Regions from separate parts of the Arachis hypogaea genome. Here region 1 is linked to region 2. Evidence: chromatin contacts called from public Hi-C data. All regions are on one chromosome and are shown on one strand. The core of a region is the stretch at or near the end of the contact, and the rest is flanking DNA. Distances in the headings are between cores, read along the strand shown. Region 1 holds the start of LOC112728027 (histone-lysine N-methyltransferase, H3 lysine-9 specific SUVH5). Region 2 has its middle 7.5 kb from the start of LOC112728026.

The links. Hi-C and Micro-C count contacts between places; a contact is called where the count stands out from the background.
Region 1: a Hi-C map of leaf shows a contact between it and region 2, with 4 times the contacts expected there. The contact joins the promoter of LOC112728027 here to the enhancer-like site in region 2. A contact is called at or near these places in 2 of 8 Hi-C or Micro-C datasets (both in leaf).

Annotation. Positions count from the first base shown.
Region 1 is chr12:104,992,049-104,996,325 of arahy.Tifrunner.gnm2.J5K5, forward strand. It overlaps LOC112728027 (histone-lysine N-methyltransferase, H3 lysine-9 specific SUVH5), which reads left to right and starts at 2,568. Exons shown (of 3, transcript XM_025778003.3): 1 at 2,568-2,809.
Region 2 is chr12:104,928,002-104,932,435 of arahy.Tifrunner.gnm2.J5K5, forward strand. It overlaps the pseudogene LOC112730427. Among protein-coding and RNA genes, the nearest start is that of LOC112728026, 7.5 kb to the left of the region's middle. Within about 2 kb of position 2,025, at least 3 of the 3 cell types and tissues checked have open chromatin away from gene starts, as enhancers often do.

The sequences.
Region 1 (4,277 bases), core at 1,318-3,817, 65 kb after region 2:
CATTGAGTTAATTTTGAAACGTTAGGAATTAAATAGGACGATTCAAACGTTAAGGACAACTTTGAGACTTACCCAAACGTTGGGGACAAAAACGATGCTTTACTAAAAATATACTATTGCTTATTTAAATATTGTTATCTGAGCTAATTTAAATTGGTCTAATAGTTAGTATACTAGTTTGTTTAAATAAGTGTTAGAATTTAACTTTTATATTGTACATACAGCGAATTTATTGGTTAGCCACAAATTCTTAAATAAAACTCAGATTTACCACAGATTAATTTTTAGTCTACCATATTAGAAATACCGTGCGTGAGACACAAAAAAAGTATCTATATAAATTTTGAATATGTGAAAAAATTTAGGAAAGTCAAATGGACTAAATATGTGTTTGGATTGGCAATTTATAGAATTAATTTTTAGTAGAAATAAATTTGTGTCAATATGATTTATATTTGCAATTCTATATCGAAATTGATTTTGATAAAATAAATATTATTTGAATAATATTAATTAAAATCACTTTTAAATAGATAATTATTAAAAAATAATAATTTAATAAAAATTAATATTTATTTATTATATTAGAAGTAATGTACAAAATTTGATAAAATATACTATTAAAAATAAAAATAATATATGAATAAATCAGAATTTTTTTAATATTTTTTTTTAAATATTCTCAATAATCTTATTTCTTATTTTTGTTATTGGTTTATGTTTCAACTTTTTACGTGAAGAAAACTATTGGAATTAATAAAGACCAAAAAATCAAATATAAATATATGTTAAATGAATGCAGGAGCTACAACTTCGAATGTATTTAGTTTAGCCTTGGAAAAGAAAAAAAGAAAAAGGTACGTTAAAATTTCTTAAACCCTTTTTTTTGTGTTTGATAATTTTTTTCTGTTCTAAATACATATGTGATATTATTGTTTTTGGCACTAATTCAGCAAATACAGTGATCATTTGATACTCCTATATATCTGAATAAAACTTAACTATCAGATCATTATTGTGTTTACTGAGAGCGAGAGTATAATTATTATAATATAGAAAAGTTATCAGGTGTAGTCGAAAATACCAGTGTTCCAGTTGTTTTAACCATTGATCTTAATTAATATATATTATATATATTTTTTATAATTTAGATCAACGGTTAAAACAACTGAAATACCGATATTTCTAATACGCCTAATAACTTTTCTATAATATAATTAGAATTTAAGAGATTAAATTAGTAAAAACTGTATGTGAATCTGTATGTGAATCTGAGAAATTACTGTAAAAATTTAGTCTTGAATTTCACTCATAAAAATAAATAAAAAATAAAAAAATTGAGAAAAGTTAAAGAAAAAAAAAATAATATCATTACCATTTTATTTTTATAACAACCTAAAATATTACTGTCCATCTTATATGATTGTGATATACTTTTTCTTCCAAAAATAGAGTAAACAACTGTCTTCTTATTCAGATTTCCTGAGGTTGCCTTATTTTCGTATAGTCTTAATATATTTAAGTCTAGGACTCAGAATTATTCAAAATCAGTTCTCCTACGTGATTCATATTTTTTCTTACCCAACCAATAACTAACATTAAAATATAATTTACTGGTTTAGACAAATAGTATGATTTTTTTATTTTTTACAATTATATTAAATATATACTAAAATTATCATTAAAATTAATTATTAATATAAATTATGTATTAAAAATAAAATAAATTATATATAAATTAATTTTTGAGTGCATAAAATATTTGTATAACTTAAATATTAATATATTATGAAATATTATGCCGTTGAGTCTTAGCAGTGTACTGGATATATGGTCGGATGAAAATTAGATTTGTCCTAATTTAGATTAATATACACCGAGTCTATTTTTTAGACTATAATTCGGTCCTATACCCAATAAAATCTAAATAGACCACAATTATATCGGGTTTAAATAAAGTAAAAATCGGACCTTTAAAACTTTAACAATAGTTTATAAAAAAATTTATTTATAAAAAAAATTTATGACACACTTATTTATAAAAAAGAAATTTTGTTCTCAAAAAGTTGATATCGATATTTGAACTTGAATTTATCTATAAATTTTAATGTGATATTTTTTTGATATATTTTTTAATTCAACAAGTGTGATTAAAAATAAAACGATAAAGTTATAATTAATATAACATAATATTAAAATTAATTTAAAAAATATATATACTATTTTTAGTTTCTGTAGATGCATAGAGAATGAGTGAAGTCGAATTCATCTTGACCTGAATTCAATTCTAAATAATGAGTGAAGTCAATGAGTTATAGTTCAAATGACATAGTCTTTCTGTATTCAATTAAGAGGTTGCGGATTCGAATCTCCTATCTTTAATAAAAAAATATAACTAGATCTATTTTTGAGATCAGATTTAATTTTAGATTGGATGAAATTACACACAATTAGACCCTAAAATATTTGAATTTTGACTGAATCTTCGAGTCGGTTCGGGCATCTCCGCCCTATTGAGTCTAATATTTTTGTTTTGTTTTTTTAGGGAAAAGAAAAACAGAAATAATCCCATTTTGGCATTTTCTCTCGCTAGGTCAAATTCACTCTTTGGGTAAAATGGGTCCCACCACATTGTAATAATGATTTAGCTAGTTGAGCAAGAAGTTATTCTGTAGTAGCAATTAACACACTCTGTTCAATGTTCAAACTTCAAATTCCAAAGTTCAAAGTTCAACTAAACGTGCAGTGTGGTGTGGCGAGCACTGAACAGTTAATAGAGTGAACTTCCCGGTCCTTTTCATCTTCGTCGGTAAGTTTGAATCTTTTTTATTTTATCTCTACTATCAATGTTCTCTCACATTTTAAGTTTTTCCGTCTTTTTATTTTATTTTATTTTTCTGCTGATTGAGTAATGCTTCTTTCTTCGGTGCACAAACCATGGAACAAAATAAAATAATAAATTATCTTTTATATATTAAAAGAATGTTCTTTCCCCGTCAGTCTAGTCTCCATTTTCAACTCTTTTTTTTTCATTTGTTTTATATTAATCATTATCCTGCTTTTATGAAACTTGTCTTCTTCCCTTTCAATGCCGTCTTTTCTCTTTTACTATTAGGGTTTACTGATTTAGTTATCTTGTGTTTAGAGTTTAGATTTTTTTTTTTTTGGGTTTCTATGGTATCTCTCAACTTCAATCCGGTAAGACAACTACTAATCAGCCGTAGTATTGAACTTTATTTGAGGGTTTATTACTTACATATGAGTTGTTGCATACACAAGACGTGATTCGAACCACTAGATCAACTCAATTAGACTCTTAATAGTTATCTTGTGCCCTAACTCAAAGTTAATCAAGCTAGCTCTATCTCGACTCTCTAATCTCTTTAATAGCTCTATTAGCTGAGTTGATGAGTTTGTGAGCTAAACTTGAGCGAACTCATAAATTTAAATGAGTCAAGTTTAAATTTGGTAAGCTTTTATTAGCTTGATTATATACATAAATTTATAACCTTATAATGTTATTTATAATAATATATATTTTACACACATAATTTTTATATATAATTATGATTATAATAGAAGATATAATTTATAATTAATAGACAGATAATATATATAATTGATATAATTGATATTTGTTTATATATAAGTTATATAATTTATTTATATAGAATTATAAATTATGTTTATGTTATTTGAGATAGTTCTTAAATTTTTGGTTAGCCAAGTTTTAAACTTTACAAATAGGTTTGATTGTTAATAAACGAAATCTTGAGGCAAGTTCAATTTTCATTAATCGAGCTGGTCTTAGTCTTAATAAGAGCGCACAATAATAGTAAAACAATTTTTTTAGATCTTCTTGAAATCTACTCGTTATATTTTCATGATTACACTAATGATCAACAAAATCCGTTATAAATATGAAACTGAATTGAATACATGTAGTTTTTTACTAGTGTCCCATCTGTTCAAATTGTAATAATTCTTTTTTTACTTTATTTAAATTTAAATAAAATGCCCATACGGTTACAAATTACAATGCTATAAGTTATAATGTTGTCTGGTACTTTCCAGAGTGTTCACATTTGCATGTGGTTGATCGGTTGTTCCCTTTCAAATTCAATTCCTTTCCCTCTATGAACCTCACTCTCTATCACTTAGGTCTGCATTCTCTTTTCTTTTTATCCTAATTATTTGTGTGTTCTTTTACCATTTTGATTCTTGTTCTTGCATGCGTAACTAGTTCTTGGAAATGCTAATTTGATAACACCAAAATG
Region 2 (4,434 bases), core at 775-3,274:
TTACTTTAGCAAAGATGAAATGATATTTGCACCCATCATAAGTAATGGCATTATTATGCTACAACATAAACCACTGTTCAACTCTCCAAAGGAAAATATTAGATTTCTCATTACATCATTAAACACATCATGCAGACAAACCGTACATATTAACAACTGAAGCATAAAACAACTGAAGCACTAGTAATAATGAGCATAACCTCTCAATATATGCTAGCTAGTTATTATTAGAGAACTCTAGACACTGGACCTAAATACTTTGTTATATATTAACCCTAAACATCACTACCTAGTACTAATAAACTAAGCACACATACATTAGAAGCTAGCATACATGATTAGGATTATAATAAGATTATGGTACTACTTGTTTAGGTTCTTGGTGACAAACTTGGACTCATCAATCTCAACGCCTTCCTCTTCAGCACGCTCTCCTCCAGATTTTTCCATGGTGCTAAATCCACCCTTGCGACCCATCTCTTGGTATCCTTCTGTTCCTAACTGCTCCCTCCTTGTTTGCCCTCCCTTGCTCCTTCCTGATAGTGAAACAACATTTTTATGCCATATAGTTGCATATTCATTTATATATATTTAACGTAATATTATTATTGAGATAATAATAATAATAATAATAATAATAATAATAATAATAACCTTCAGCAAGATGCTCCTGAGCCTCAAGAGACTTGCCACCAGTTCCACCAGGGACCACAGTCTCTCCCTGTTTTGCCCTTTCATCAAGCTCTTGTTTTTGTTGCTTAGATGCCATGCTTATAACTTATATCTATGCAATAATTTAGTTGATTATACTTGACTCTTTGCTCAATATGCTAACATGGTCATTGATGAGGCTTTATATAGGCAACAAATTTGTATTGCATAATCAATGCTAAAATTATTAGCTAGTAAGGAGGAAAAATCAAGAACGTGACAACTACTTAGAAAGGAACAGTGAGCGTGGCCATGCATGGACACGTGCGGTGCACGCGTGGCAAAACATGAGTAAGACACGCAACGCAACTTCGAGAATGACACGCGTCCAGGCGTCAGTAAGCAGCGAACTTTTAATATGAGCATATACTCTTTGTTAGGTTGTCAGGTTTGTATTCTACAGTATTTCTGATAAGTTTCTTTAATTTCTATTAGCTTTTAACTAATTTCTCTTTAGCATTGTATGGTTTATTCTTTCAAGTAGGATTGTCATGTGCTACAATTAATCTGTGTTATAAAATAAAATAATAAATCTTAAAAGTGCCTTCAACCTTGTGCTTCATAACACTTGCAAATTCACTTCCTTAACATATGAACTATATGTATTCAATTCGTACTCTAAATCTTTTAATTCCACCTAACAAATAAATTTACGAGTAGATTAATTTTTAAAAAAAATATATTTTTTACAATGAAAGACAGATAATTTAATTTAAATTAAGATTTTTAACCTTTGTTATAAAAGTAATTTAGAAATAATGTGTTACTATTGTAAAAAATTTATTAATAATTTTATTTTTTAAATACTAATCTTCTAAATTTTAAAATATAAATTGTAAAAAATTTTATTTATTATTTTACTCTAAATTTATTTTTAATTAACTTCAAGATTTAATTTTTTTATCATTCAAATATCAAATATTATTTATATATTATATTAACCAATGAAATTATTAATCTAACAGCAACAAGTATTTTTGCCAAAAAATAATTTAAATTCAAATCTTTACCTGTGAGAAGCATAGAATTATTAGTCAAATACTCCAACCCCAATTCTTGTTTTTGGTTGGAGTACCGGGCCTAAGCCCACAACCGCAATTCTATCCAATTAAATTGTCAACCTGTTTCGATTGAAACTCTACTTAATTAAATTGGATATTTTTGGCCAGTAAAGATTTATATGCCTTACTATCTTTTTTTTCTTTTGAATTGCAAAAGTGGAGCTCTAGAAAAAACAATTTCTCTTATTCTCCTCTTTGTCTCTCCTGGCCCATTTTTTTGTCTTCCAATTAGCAGTTCATATGGATTTCTCTTGTGGTTTGAGGTTTGTACTTGTGTCTCATTCAAAATTATATTTGGATTCTAGTCTTTAGCCTGAGTTGTATGACCAAAAAAATTATGAATTTCTCTTATTCTTATCATCCGCTCTTCTCTTTTTTTTAGTTACAACAAAAAATTTTGAAAATCTTTTCCTATTTTTGTTTCCTCTCATTCTCCTCTCCTTCTCTCCTTTTTTCTACATTAATATTTTGTATTTTGTTGTCTTCAATTAATTATTGAGTATATACATTATTCTTCTGTAAAATTTTGTAAATTATCTAGAGTTATACGCATAACAATTTGGTCATTGATCTAGGATGCGGTTTCTTGTATTCAATCAAAGTTTCTCAATAATGTGAACATTTAGCAACTTATTATTTTTATCTCAGCAATCAATTCACTTTACTATATAAATCATAGTGAAATTCGAATTCAATGTCTCAATAATGATCAAGTTTTCCATTTTTGATAAGTTGGCAGCATCATCAATATAAAACTTTCAAACGCCGATGGCACTATTTTAGCACTGACGAAAGTTCAAGGAAAACTCATTGAATACTTGGATAATAATTAAAGTCTAAGTGGAACTGGATCGAATTCAATTGTTATTTAATGTTTTTACTCTTTACCCTTTTAATGATATCTTTCTAAAGTCTAGTCTAGATAGGAAGACCTGCTTCATTCCCCAAATACGTGAAAGCACCGTCCTTGGTCAAATTGTTATTTCATATTCAATTATGTTATATGCATACATATATAAAATCAATCATTAAATTAATTATTTATATATTTTAAAAATAAGTTAAATAATAAATATATAGTGAATTTTATGGTAAAAAACAAAGAAAAAATTATACATGCAAATTTTTGCTATCACAAAAAATAGTTGACAAGTGTCTTTAAAAGAGAAGAAAACAAAGTTTGTTATTTTGCAGGGAAAATACAATCTTAAAAGTGGAGTGCAAAGATTTTTTTTCTCTCTTTCACATTAGAATTTTAATGCTTAGTTTAAATAATTATATTTATCATGATTAATTATAATGTGTTAGAGTATTTTTTTATTGCACAAAAGAAAGCATTTTGGGTTGAGGCCAGCTTTTTTTTTATTGCTCCATAAATCTTAAAGCACATTTTTTTTCATTTTATCACACAATTTTAATTTATTGAAACATATATTTATTAGTACATACGAGTTAATTTTAATCTCATTCTTAACTAAAAAATATATAAGAACAAAATAATATCTTAAAATTTGAAAATTAATTTTTTTTATTGATTAAATTTTAGTATAACATTCTCATTCTTATATATATACAAGTATTTCATAAAAGAATAATTTTATTTTTTTTAATAATAGAGATAAATTTTATGTTTTTGAATAATAATAGTAATACAATCATTTTTTTCTCTATAACTTGTTTTAAAGGGAAATTGATTCTTTAAATTTATTTTACAATAAAGTTAAACGAATTGTAGCTAATTAAAGTTAGTTTTCAGATTTTTTCCCAAATTTATAAAATCCAAGATAATAAAAATTACTATTTTTTTAAGAGAATAATTAATAAAATCAACCCAGCCTAAATAATTTTTATAAAAATTAAAAATATATGGAAGTTAATTATCATAGAAAGATCACTAGTAAGAATAGTAATTATACTTGGGGAATAAATTTTTCATTTTTTTAAATAAATATGATAAAATGTAATTTTTTATTATGCTATTTTAAATAAAATAGAAAAAATATAAAAGAATATATTATATAATAAAAAATACACTTAACAATTAACAATATCAATAGAAAAAATAGAAAAGATTCATTTTTATTTTTCACTGCAATAATAATGAACGTTAAGTATTATTGGGAGACTGATGAGGGGTTCAAGTGTAACAGCCCAGATCACCCGCTAGCATGATATTGTCCGCTTTGGCACACAAGGCCTCACGGTTTTGTCTTTAACGATAGGGATGATAGTCTAAGTCCCACACACTCACTCGTCAAAACGCGTCATGTTAGGGAGAGGTATCCACACCCTTATAAGGCATGCTTCGTTCCCCTCTCCAACCGATGTGGGCCTTACAATCCACCCCCCTAAGGGAGCCTAGCGCCCTCGCTGGCACATGATCCGGGTTCTGGTTCTGATACCATGTGTAACAGCCCAGATCACCCGCTAGCATGATATTGTCCGCTTTGGCACACAAGGCCTCACAGTTTTGTCTTTAACGATAGGGATGATAGCCTAAACCCCCCACACTCACTCGTCAAAACGCGTCATGTTAGGGAGAGGTATCCACACCCTTATAAGGCATGCTTCGTTCCCCTCTCCAACCGATGTGGGCCTTACATCAAGCGTCGCCGTCTCACCAACAGAACTAACAGAACATTGGCCAGGTTGTCGAAGTACA